2 separate regions of the Pan troglodytes genome follow, and region 2 is linked to region 1. A link is a contact called in public Hi-C data. All regions are on one chromosome and are shown on one strand. Each heading gives the region's core, a stretch centred on a gene start, on an enhancer-like site or on the middle of the called end of the contact. The rest is flanking DNA. Distances are from core to core; before and after follow the strand shown.

Region 1 (6,103 bases), core at 2,333-4,832:
TCACAAACTCCTGGGTCACATGCCGGGTGAGGGAGCCGCCTGCCTCCAGGTGCTGGGCCCCCAGGGTCAGCCCATCTGTGGAGGAGGAGGCATTAGATGACCTGGCTTGGGGTCTGCCCTTCTCCCTCTGCTAGCTCCCTGTCCCGGGAGAGCCGGGATCCCCTAGCCCTCAGTGCTCACCCACTAGGAAGGGCTCGGTGGCGCTGGTGTGGGTGGTGGTGATGCTGCTGTACTCGCTTTGCAGCGGGTGCTGGAAGAGCCCGGCATGGCTGCCCAGCTGCGGGAAGGGTCCTGGGGTGGGCAGATAGGCCAGTCAGAGGGTGGTGCCAGAAGAAGGCACGGCCCGAGGAGGGGTGGGGGTGAAGAAAAGGACAGGTGCCTACCTCCATCCTGGGACTCTATGGTGATGATGCCCTCGCGCTCTGGCCCGAAGCCCTCAGTGGTCCTGGCCTGCACCTTGAACTTGTAGGGCACGTTCTCGCTGAGGCCCGGCACGGTCAGCCGGCTCTCGGGGCTGTCTCCATCCACCCGGAATGTGGTGGCTGGCCCTGAGCAGGGAAGATGCCTTCAGCCTCTGCGGCCCCCTCTCTACCCCTCCCCTGGCCACTCCTGCCCCCGGGGTGGGCAGCACCTCCTCCTTGGGCCATCTCACAGGTCACCAGGTAGCCGACGATATCCCCATTGGGCCTCCGTGGCCGCTCCCAGCTCAGCTGCAGCGAGTCTGGGCTCAGGGCAGTGAACACCAGCGGGCCTGGGGCACTGGGAGTGCTCAAAGTGAAGGCGGAGCCTGGGGGCAGTAGAGGAAGAGCATCAGCGTGTGGGTGGGTGGTGGGCATGATGGGGGCAGCTGTGGGGCTGGGGGAGGCAACTCACCTGGCAGGGGACACAGTGGGCTCTGCGGGTGCACCTGGGATTCGATGGTGATGACACCCTCACGCTCTCGGCCCCAGCCTTCCTGGCTCTGGGCCCGCACGCGGAACACGTAGGAGTGGTTGGGCAGGAGGTCTTCCACCACCACCGAGGTCTGGGCAGGGTTGGGGATGTTGAGCCGATGCAGCTCGCCTGGGGGGGTCAGGTGGGGGCAGACAGTAGTGCAGTGTTACTCCCACCCCTGGCCTGATCCCCCTCGTCCCTAAGCTGCCATTGAGACCTGGTTATCACCCACCCAGGACTAGCTGTGGTTTGGGTACAGGTTGGGTACAGTATGGTATGGCTGGTTGTTCAGATTGTGTACTATACAAGAGTGGAGCCTGTAATCCCACTCATGTTTAGGCAACATCCTGCATCCTGGTCATGCTGCTTTGAATGTGCCTGCCCAGGGAAGTGCCACTTCCTTGTTTCCCCAAAGGCATCTCAGGCCAGCAGAGGCCCTAGGATCCCAGCCCAAAGGGGCCTTGTTAGGCAAAACCTAGCAGAGAATGACCAGCAGAGAGGCCCAGGGAGGTGGGTGAGACCTCAGAAGAGGGGAGGCAAAGAAGTGGGGTGGAGAATGGGGTGGGAGACCCTCTCAGGCTGGATGGGGGCTTTAGCGCTCAAGGGACTTGGGTGGGTTCCTGACACAGCTGAGGTACCCTATGTGTCACACTGGGGCCAGGCCTTGCAGGGCTGCACCCCGCAGCCTGGCAGCCACCATGCCTCACCGCCATTCAGCAGCTGGTACTCCACGCTGTAGCCCTGCAGCGGCCGCTCGCACCGCGGCTCCTGCCAGCTCACTCTGAGAGATGTGGGCCCCAGGGCAGAGAACACCAGGCGGGTGGGCGTGTCGGGCACACCAGCAGTCAGGCGAAAGTCTGGGGACAGGAGGCTGCAGTCAGCCAGAGATGCAGGGGCTAGGGTCTCAGTGGGAGTCACAGTGCTGCCCCCTGACCTCCCTCCCTCAGCTGGCATGTCTACACTGACCGCTGGCTGGACAACTCACTCACCCTGCAATACACTGTCCAGGCTGCCCAGCACCTACCGCATATCCTCCAGCAGGGTGTGGGCCCTGCTTGTGCCAAGAGAGGGTGAGCCCCATGAGTCTGCCAGCCCCACCCCCTCAACTGCTCAGCTGGCCTGGCCCCTCTCCTGCCCCAGCCCCAGCCCCGCCCCCTGGAAGGGCAGAGGCAGAGTTAGGCGTCAGCACTGATGGTAGGGCAGGTGGTTAGCGCCTGTGGGCAGGCGGGTGTCCTGTGGATGGAATGGAGGGGAAGCAGTGGGCACAGCTGGCGGCTGCTATGGTGGCTGGATGACAGATGGAGCAGGACAGCTGTGGAGACAGGATGGCCACCCCTGTACTACCTGGGCCCCAGGAGGGCGCTGCTGGCCTCCCAGCCAGGATTATAGAGTCTCGTGGGCCCCTGGAAGCGGGGAACCCTTTCATCTGAGCCCGACTCCGGGACCCCAGGGCCCAGGACAGCGGAAGCCTGCTCCTCCCGTGTTCCCAGATGGGAGGGAGGCCTAGGGCAGGACAAAACAAGAGTGAGAGGAGCAGGGAGTGTGCATGCATGTGTGTATGTGTGCATGCATGTGTGTGCACGTGTGTGCATGCATGTGTGTATGTTGGAGAATGGGCGGTGGGGACAGCAGACAGAAGCCCGAGGCTCCAGGAGCTGGAAGAGAGGAAGGGTTAGTGGGAGAGGCAGGGTTGGCTGAGGTCACTCACCGTGGGAGGAGACGGAGGTGAGGGTGGAGTAGTCCCTGGGCAGTGTGGTCGAGTGTGAGTGTTCCGAGCGGGTCAGTGAGTTGTAGTCCCGTGTGAGGGTGGAGGATGTGCTTAGCATGCGGTGGGGCACGTGTGGGCTCAGGTGGGTGCCATAGGCAGCAGCACTGGTCGTGGTCATCCTGTGCAGGGAGTTGGTGCTGCCCGGGAAGGCAAAGTCCATCCGGCCATTCACCAGGTGCTCTGCAGGGGGAGAGCAGGGTCCCTTGGTCAGGCCTGCCCCAGACCCGGGCCCCGTGGGGCAGGCTGGGCCCTGCACATTCCTGGTCACCCACCCTCTGGGTGGCTTTTGCTTAAATACAACCAGTTTCCCTCAAACCACTAGGGACAGAGGCCCTCTGTCCCTGCAGGAACCCAAGGGCCACCCAGGCTTCCACAGCCCATATCCTCTGGCCGGCCACTATATCGGTGTGAGCACTGCTGACCCTGGCAGTGGCGGGGGCTTGCTGCCCCTGCAGTCAGCCCTGCCCTGGGGAGATCCCCAAGCCTTCCCTCCTGTCCTTTGAGGCCCCTGAGGGGTCTACTTGGGTGCCAGGGTCCGCTTCCTGGGCACACTTCTGAATTTGCACCCCCTGGCCAGGCAGGCACCATAAGGGCCCAAGCGCCTGCCTCACGCGTCCCCTGGCACTGGGCCCTGCCTCTAAGCAGCTGTGCTCCCAGCCGCCAAGGCCCGGGCCTGGCTGAAACTGGGGCCCCCGAGGCAGCGCAGACGCCCACCCCAGGCCCCCAGGCGCGAGTGAGGCTGGGTGGGCGCGGATCGGGGGGCGGCGGGTGAGCCTGTCACCTCCGGGGGGCCCGGGTGTCGCACTGCGGGGCAGGCTGCCGCCCTTCCCGCCCGCGCCGCCGTCGTCCGGGGGCCCGTGGGGCGCCTCGGCGTCGGAGGAGCGCCCGCTGCTGGCCGACAGGCGCGGGATGAGCTCCGGGGGCAGCCGCCACGTGACGCGCCGCAGGTCCAGCTCCTCCCCCAGCAGGGGCTCGAACTTCCAGCCGCAGCCTTGGGAACAACGAAGGGCCGCGTTGGCACCGCCGGGGGGCGCCGGGCCGAGCAGGGCCAGGCGGGGGAAGGCCGTAGGCTCTGCGAGGGGAGCCCGTCTCCAGCTCCCGGGATCCCGGGGTGTGTGTTGGGGGCGGGGGTAGATGCGCACGGCCGGAGCGGGAAGGCCGCGGCAGGTGAAACCCTTGCGCGGCTGAAGCCTTTCCAGATGAGCGAGTGCAGCCTCGGCACAGCTGGGGAGGAGAGACCCCCCGGACCCGCCAGGAGACCTGGGGGAAGTCTGGGCTCTGTCACCAGCTGTGAGGTCTCCCTTGCTTTACTTAACCTCTCCAAGACTCAGTTTCCCGTTTGTACAATGGAGAGAGGAATCTTGCCCCTGCCTGCCTCCCAGGGACCGTTCCGCAAGCCACCGAGCGCTTCGCAGGTAGTGTTAGAAGCAGCTGAGCTGGGGTTCCAGAGTCACACCAGCTGCGCTCCACCTGAACCCCTCAAAATGGCTCCTTAAGCCCAAGCTGAGCCCCGTGGGGGCCAGTATGTGTTCACCGGGGGCAGCTTGAGGCATCGGCAGGGACAGAAGAAAATACAAATGATATATGTGCCCCAGAGGTTTTTCCACTCATGGTACTGTGTGATTGGTATCCCATTATACAGAGCAGAAAAGTGAGGCATGGAAAGGATGAGTGATTCATCTGATGTCCCACAGGTGGAGCCACAGCTGACACTGAGCACTCAGGAGGCCCAGCTAAGGGCTCCGCAGCACTTTGTGCTGGGAATCAAGGAGGAAGGACAGAGCTGTTGGGGGTGTTCTTGTCTCCTTGGCTCCCCTACCCCTGCCAGGTGGCCGCCTGGTGGCTGCCCAGGGCTCCTGGGCCAGGCCTGCCCCTGGGGGGTGGCCTGAGTGTCCTGTGTGCATGGCACAGCTGGTGAACCTTCAACTTGTGAAGCTGTGTTTCTTCGTGGTCCCGTGGGCATGAACTCATGTGCGCTTGCACAAGGCTGTGTGTGTCTGTCCCCCAGGCACTGGTTCCTGTGCCCCGTGCACAGATGTGCACTCCATTGCATTTGTCCAAGGCTGCCTTAACCTCCATGTCCTCTAGGTGCTGGCCCCTTTGCCCTCTCTGGACCCAGTGGACTCACTCTGTACCCAAGACCCCCACTGTCCTCTTGTGGGTCCCAGGTCTCCACTCACCAGTGTCATCGGAGACGCTGGGCCTCTGGCTGCCCGATGGAGAGCGTAGAACGTCATCGCTGTACATGAGGAAGCTGTCGTAGTCCTCCCCGCTCTGGGCGTCCACGATAGGGATGTCAGGGATGATGGGGACTGCAGGGCAGGGGAGTGAGCCAGGGCCCTGGCTGCTGCCCCCTGCCCCCCTGCCCGGTCTGCCCCTCACCTCCCTGCCCACCACTCACTGGACATGGGCCTCTTGGGCTGGGTGGCCAGGTTGATGATGGCCTCCCGCTCGGGCCCCCAGCCGGCCCCGTTGCGCGCCTTCACCGTGTAGCGGTAGGGCTGGGACTCCCGAAGGTTCTCAATAAGCAGCATCCGGTTCTTAGGGTTGTCAACCAGCACTTTCTTCATGGGCCCAATAGGTCCTGGGGCAGAGAGAGTGCTTCAGAGGGTCACCCAGGTCCCAGCCTGGTCCCAACACCACCCCTGACACAGCAGGACGGCCGTGCATCCCCTGGATGGCACCCAGGGGCTGGGGAAGCAAGGCAAAGCCAGCCACTGCTGAATTGCTACCTGTGGAGCCCTGAGCGTCAGCATGACTGTCGTGGACATGTGTCACCAGTCCTCCAAGGGACTCTGCTGAGTAAGTGGCAGAGCCAGGGCTGGACTCAAGTTGGCCTCGATGTCACCTCTACCCATATATCCATGGTGCCTCCACACAAGGCAAGGGCACGCATAGGGGTTGCCCACCCCGCCTCCCTTCCAGGACTGGAGAAATAACTGTTCTGCTAGGCACCTCTGATCTCGGGCTGCTAGATAAAATACTGTATAAAATCCTTTTTATTTATTTATTTTTAGACGGAGTCTGGCTCTGTCACCCAGTCTGGAGTGCGGTAACACGATCTTGGTTCACTGCAACCTGCGCCTTCTGGGTTCAAGTGATTCTCCTGCCTCAGCCTCCTGACTAGCTGGGACTACAGGCATGAGCCACCATGCCTGGCTAATTTTTAGTAGAAACGGTTTCACCATGTTAGCCAGGCTGGTCTTGAACTCCTGACCTCAAGCAGTCCACCTGCCTTGGCCTCTCAATGTACAAAATAATCTTTTAAAGTGCTATCTGAAATTCAGAACCTCCTGTATTTCTGTTTGCTAAATCTGGTAACTTTCCTCTCACCCTAAGAAAACCATGCACGTGTGAGCTCCCTGGTTACCTGCATGGGGAGGGGTACCCCTGGGCCTGTGA
Region 2 (6,103 bases), core at 1,521-4,020, 240 kb after region 1:
TGCTTCTTATCTGCCCCCTAACCTACACAGAGAGCCCCAGGGCTCAGACCCAGCCCTCTATTCTGATGGCACTCTCATACAGCCCAGTAGTTTAAATACCATCCATGTGCTCATGGCACCCATATTTACATCTAGCCTTGACCTCTCCTCACGCTCCAGACTTGGATTCCAATTGTCTGTCTGCTTGACACTCACTTGGATGTCCAAGAAGCTCCTCAAAATTAACTTATCTGACACAGAGTTCTTTCGACTGGTCTTGTCCTCCCAAATCTGCTCCTCTTCATTCTTCCCACTCAGAAAATGACAGCACCTTCATCCACTGGCGCATGCCCAAATCATGGGCGGTAATCCTGGGTTCTTCTCTCTCCTTAATCCTGACATCCAATCCATTGGCAAAGTCCTATCCATTCTTTCTCCAAAATATTTCTGAGATTCATCTATTTTTCACTCACTGCAACCCTACCCACCCCCAACCTGCGACAAGCCCCTAGCTTCTCTCGCCTGAATGAACAGCCCAGTCTCTTTGGATTCTCTTCCCCCACCTTATCTTCTGCCAGCACTGGGGTCTATGTGAAGCCAACAGGCCACCACCACAATGTAAGCCTCGTGACAGCATAGCCCTCGTCTGCCCTGCAGCCCCAGCATGTGACACTGTGCCTGGCACCTTATGGGTACTTGTCAATACTCATTGATTCAGTGGATGGGTGGCTCCCGGAGGCGGGGTGGTGGCAGATACCTGGTACTGCAGGAAGGTCACAGTGTGGTCGGTCAACAGCAGCTGGTAAGCTTCCTGGATAGACAGTGGCAGGTCTTGGTGGAAGAGGTGGATGGAGCCCTGGAAGTGGGGCCAACAGCTCAGCTTATGAGCCCTCACTACAGTGCCACAGAGGAATGGGGCAACTTCCCAGCTCTGATACCTCCCCCTCCCCCTCTCAGCAGCGCATCAAGAATGTGGCCAACCAGGAAAGTGGGGCAGCATCACTAATGTGGACTGGAATCCCTGCTCCCTGCAACGTACCACCTCCTGCTTTAGAAGTTCGGTTATCAGTTCTCTAAAGACCGGGTTGTGTGTGCTTTTTCTCCGATAAAACGTGTCCTTCCCGTTCTTTGGTCCCAACTCCTTCCCCACCTCCCGGGCCCCACTTACACACTCCAGAAGATACAAGGCCTCTTCCGGGTGAAGCCGCTGCCGGCCCTGCTCTGAGAAGCCCATGGTCTGCCAGAATTTGCCCTGTGTGGGGCCCAGAGCAAGTGTCACAAGGGAAGGAGGGCAGGGAGGGCGGTCCCCGGTCCCCGAGCCCGCCGCTCACCGCAGGAGACTTCAACTCCACGAAGCCCTCTTCTGGCCTCCACTCGGCAGCCACCAAGCTGCCCCTGGCGAGGAGTGGGGAGGGGTCTGCGTCAGTCCATTCCGGAGGCCCCGCGGCCCGCCTCGCCCCCGCTTCCCTTACCCCTGGGCCCGCCCCTCTCACAGGCGCTCCACGCGCTGCTCTGCCAGCAGCTGCCAGAGCTCTTCCCGGCACCGGCGCAGCCGCTCGGCCTGAGCTGCCGAGCCGTCGGGCAGAAAGTCCTTGGGGCCATGCGAGCGCTGGGGCAGCTTCTGCGACCGCGAGCGGGCGGCGAAGAGCTCCTGGGCGCTGGGGGAGAAGGGGACGCGGGGTCAGCGCCGCGCATCGGGGGCCGCCTGGCCGGGTCCCGGGCGCCGGTTTCCCTACCCGCGCTGGCCCCGCGCCCCCGACACCCACTCCGGCCGGGCCGCGCCGCACCTGAGCACGCGCCCCGCGGGAACCTCCACGGCCGCGGGCTCGGGCTCGGGCTCCATCCCGCCGCCGCCTGCCGCTGCGCGCGCCGCCCCGCCCCGCCCCGCCCACCGCCGGAGCTCCGCGCTGCCCTAGTGCCCGCCGTCCGCAACGCCGCGGCAGCCCCGCCCCCTGCAACGCCGCGGCAGCCCCGCCCCCTGCACCGCCCCAGCCCGCTCTGCGCCCTCCTGATTGTCCCCGGTCCTAGCGCCCGCCCGGAAGCGCACCCCGACGCCGGGTCTGGGAGCTCAGCCCGCAGGTTGCTGGAGATGCAGAAGGCCCCTCTTTTGCCCCTAGCCCTCCTCGGGGCTTCTCTCCAGTAAAGCCTGAGGAGCCAGCGGCTGGAGTGCAGTGCGAATGGTCACACTTGTGACCGCCCCTCTGCAGCCCCGCGCTGCTTAGTCCCCACCGCCCGGGCTGGGCAAGGAGGGCAGAAGGGCTCAGGGAAGGACGAGCGGAAGGTGTGCAAATTCCGACTTTGCAGGCCGAAGGCCACCCGGGAACTGTCAGGAGCGGTCCGGGGAGGTTCGCCGTTCCTTCGGTGTCTTCCGTCCGGTCCCTACGGCTGGGCTCCGAAGCCAGGTTTCGAGGGCCGGGGGCGGGAGGCGCTGTCCGGCCCACGACGGTGCTGAAGCGCCACCTCCGCCCGGCACGAGCGCCTCCTCGAGGCTGGGGTCCCCGCACCGCCCCCGCGGGCCGCTCTGGTGCCGTCCGCTAGGTGGTGCCATTGCCCGGCCGGCGGCTGCGGGTGGGCGACGCCGGCCGCAGGCGGGGGATACTGCAAGTGGGGTCCCGCGTCTTGGTTGCCAACCCCCTTCACATTACGTCTTCTCTCCCACCAGACCCGGGGTGTCTAGCCCTTGGGTCTAAGTCCAGAGCCCCAGGTCACCTCTGCCCCCGCGCCCCCCGCCCCTCCGTTTCACCTGGGCGCATGCGCTGATCCGGTCAGCGCCCCCGGTCCGGGGGGGCACGAGTTGGGGCGGGATCTGGCGCGGATGGGGGCGGAGCCGCCGGTGCTGACTGACAGCCTGACTGCGCGGCCGGGACGGTCCCTCCGTTCCCGATCCGGCGGGAGGGAGGGGGGAGGGGCGGGATTTCCTGCGGGAGGCGCCGAGCCGGCCTTGGAAAAGGAGAAGGAGAAAGGGGGGCAGGGGGGAGTGGGAGCCACCGTCCTGAGTGCCAGGGACCGAGCAGGGCCAGCCGGACCCCGGCGGGCGGCCGGGAGAGGTGAGGCTGCGGGGCCCGCGCTGGGGGTCAGCGCCCCTGGGGGCGGGCGCAAACTAACTTTTCTTGCCGTGTCGGCGGGCACCTTCATCTCCCCGCTCCTTCAGTCCTCCTCGCGCCCCTTTTCCATCCTCCGCGTTTATACCTCGGGCGCTTGGCCCGCCCGGCTTCTCCCGCCGCTTTGTTCCCCGGTGGGCCTGGGCTGGGCTGGGCTGGGGGGTTGCGAGGCGCTGGAGGGACATTCCGGGGGGCGGGGGAGCCAGCCCGACCCCACGCACTGCCAAGGGCGCCCTCCGCCCGTGTCGGCCGCGGGCTCCGCGTGGGAGTGCCCCTGGGTTGGGCTTGGGACGTTTGGGGAGTGAGGGGTTCCCGGCCAGGGCCCCAGGCCTGCGCGGATCTCATGCCACAAGACTCTGGCAGTAAATTCGCTGCCACCGAGAAACTGACGTAAGCCTCTCTGCGGTGGAGTCCAGGGTCTGGGCTTCAGGTTGAGGCTTGGTGGGCTTGGGAGCCCCGTTTGTCAGCAGTGCCCCAGCTCTGTCTCTGTTCTCTGCCCAGCTGCTCCTCCACCCGACACAAGGGGCGAGGACGGGTCAGCAACAGGTGCTGTGCAGCTTCCCTCTCTAGCAGGCAGAGCCCCCAGAAATGGGGGGCCAGAAGCACTTCATGCCCTCCGTTCACAAAGAGTCCTAGGACTAGGGCATCCAGCCATTAAAGCGAAGCCTTGAAGCCTCCGTAGGGAGGAATCTGGGGGCTGGTGCCTTTGACAGGGAGTGACCCCTGCCCGCCTGCCTGTGCCTGACCCTCCCGGCCCCACCTCCTGGCCCGCCAGTTGTCTGTGGGTGTCGGAGCCTCGGGCTGTGGAGAACAGGCTGCTGGCCTGGCCTGCCCCAGTATGTCATGCTGCCAGGGCCCCTCCTGCCCAAGGTTGAGGTACTGCCAGGTGCCCTGGGGCCCCAGTGACTCAGCCTCCCCCTCCCAGAATGCCACCTCCCCCCCACCAATACTCCTCTCATGCATAGCAGCTTCCTCCCCACTTTCAGTGGCTCAGCATCACCATCGACTCCGAGGGGAGCCAGGGTGGCTTGGGGGCTCCCTGGAGGTCTTGTCCTGCTCATCCTCTGCACTCCACTTCTGGGACCCTTGCAGGCTGTGGCCCAGCATTCGACAGAGGCCCTGTGCTTTTTCCAGAGCCCTGAGACCACTGCACCGCTGCTGCCTGAGGCCCAAGGGAATGCTGGCTGCTCTCTGGGTGGGCACTGGTGTTCCGCAGCCAAGCCGGGAAGATTGGTGTGCCCAGTCCCAGCCCATCCTGGAGCTGTCGGAAGCCACAGGCTGATATCCATCCAGATTTCCACGTAGTCTTCACCCCCTCAAAGATTAGCTTTCCTTCGTGTGGTGGCAGTTCACGGAGCACCTTTGGGAGTATCCCTCAGTACCTGACGAGGAGCCCACTGCCTGGGACACCAGACTTGCTCCCGCGGAACCGGGAGCCCTCCAAGGGGCTGTGGCATGGCGCCCTGACGCCCCAGCTTGGACCCGTTGCCTGCCTTTGCCCTGGACTCCTGAGTGTAGAGCTCAGCCCAGGAGCCAGTATGGGTCGTGAACAGGACCTGATCCTCGCCGTCAAGAATGGAGATGTGACTGGTGTGCAGAAACTGGTGGCGAAGGTCAAGGCCACAAAGACAAGTGAGTACCGGGTGGGACGAGCATCCCGCTGAGGCCAAGCACTCAGTTCACAGAGGCTTAGTGGGTGGGGGTGGGTCACTGTGATCTGCATATTTGAGGAGGGTGGACTGTCTTGTTCTCAGTAAGAAGTGCCTCTGTGTGAGAGAGCCAGAGAGAAAGTTGGGTCCCCCTTGCTGTGTGTCCTTAGGCAAGTCACTTAACCTCTCTGGGCTGCAGTTTCCTGGCCTGCAAAATTAGAGGGTTGAAGTACATTCATTCACATTGTTATTGAGTGCCTATAGCTTGTCACACAGGCTGGAGTACAGTGGCAGGATCTCGGCTCACCGGAACCTCCGCCTTCTGGGTTCAAGCCATTCTCCTGCCTCAGCCTCCCTAGTAGCTGGGATTACAGGTGTGTGCCACCATGCCCGGCTAATTTTTTTTTATATTTTTGGTAGAGATGGGGGTTTCACCATGTTGACCAGACTGGTCTCGAACTCCAGACCTCAAGTGATCCACCCACCTAGGCCTCCTAGTACTAGGATTACAGGCGTGAGTCACTGTGCCTGGCTCAGGCTCTGTTCTAAGCACTGGACCATAGTAGTGAACAAAACAGACCCAAATTCCTGTCTTCGTGGAGTTGCCTTCTAGCAGATGGTCTTTCTGATGTGTTCTTTGGAGCCATGAGATTTCTGACAGTGGGTTAGAGAAGACTGAATAGATAGAACTTCATCCCTACCCCCAACCTCAAACGCACACATTTCAACCAGAGCATCTCTATGTTCATGTCTTAAGAAGATATCTATAAGATAGCTGTTTATTTTTTTTGAGACGGAGTCTTGCTTTCTCACCCGGCTTGGAGTGCAGTGGCATGATCTCAGCGCACTGCAGCCTCTGCCTCCCGGGTTCAAGCTATTCTTCTGCCTCAGCCTCCCGAGTAGCTGGGATTACAGGTGCCTGACACAACGCCTGGCTAATTTTTACTAGAGACGGGGTTTCACCATCTAGGTCAGGCTGGTCTCGAACTCCTGACCTCAGGTGATCCACCCGCTTCAGCCTCCCAAAGTGCTAGGATTGCAGGCATGAGCCACCGCACCAGGCCACGAGATAGCTTTTAAAAAGGGAATTCTACTGCTTAAAAAAAGTTCAACACTCTCTAACAAGTTGCTAAAGTTTCTCTTCCCCTGACATGTGTGTCCTGGTGGGGTGTGGCCAGAGGTCATTTACTGGAGATTTTCACCTAGCCTCGAGACCTGACCGGGCTGTGGGGGATCCATGCACAAGCGGCCACACCTGAGCCCCATGTCTTGGGTACCTCTGTGGTGCGACCCCCCACAGGGAGAATAGACCTCTGGGCTTCAGGGAGGGCTCTCTGGGCTGTCCCAGGAGGCCACTGGACTTGTCACCTTGAG

What was found. A called contact is a pair of places that touch in the nucleus more often than the background predicts.
Region 2: a contact with region 1 is called in a Hi-C map of stem cell-derived neural progenitor cells, with 5 times the contacts expected there. The contact joins the promoter of TSEN54 here to the enhancer-like site in region 1. A contact is called at or near these places in 1 of 7 Hi-C or Micro-C datasets (stem cell-derived neural progenitor cells), 1 of 1 datasets of contacts at active chromatin or transcription factors (stem cell-derived excitatory neurons) and 1 of 1 other capture datasets (stem cell-derived neural stem cells).

Annotation. Positions count from the first base shown.
Region 1 is chr19:88,751,975-88,758,077 of NHGRI_mPanTro3-v2.0_pri, reverse strand. ITGB4 (integrin subunit beta 4) reads right to left here. Exons shown (of 41, transcript XM_016930890.4): 31 at 5,103-5,285; 32 at 4,882-5,013; 33 at 3,483-3,692; 34 at 2,642-2,881; 35 at 2,278-2,436; 36 at 1,641-1,790; 37 at 874-1,062; 38 at 632-787; 39 at 384-548; 40 at 181-291; 41 at 1-75. Among named protein-coding and RNA genes, the nearest start is that of GALK1, 11 kb to the left of the region's middle. Within about 2 kb of position 3,582, at least 8 of the 24 cell types and tissues checked have an H3K27ac peak or open chromatin away from gene starts, as enhancers often do. A contact at or near this core is called in stem cell-derived neural progenitor cells, where this site is marked.
Region 2 is chr19:88,512,009-88,518,111 of NHGRI_mPanTro3-v2.0_pri, reverse strand. It overlaps TSEN54 (tRNA splicing endonuclease subunit 54), which reads right to left and starts at 2,770. Exons shown (of 11, transcript XM_063799278.1): 1 at 2,027-2,770; 2 at 1,473-1,637; 3 at 1,311-1,374; 4 at 1,148-1,231; 5 at 737-835. The coding sequence starts at 1,213. CASKIN2 (CASK interacting protein 2) reads left to right here and starts at 2,806. Exons shown (of 20, transcript XM_016930874.3): 1 at 2,806-3,026; 2 at 4,215-4,712. The coding sequence starts at 4,619.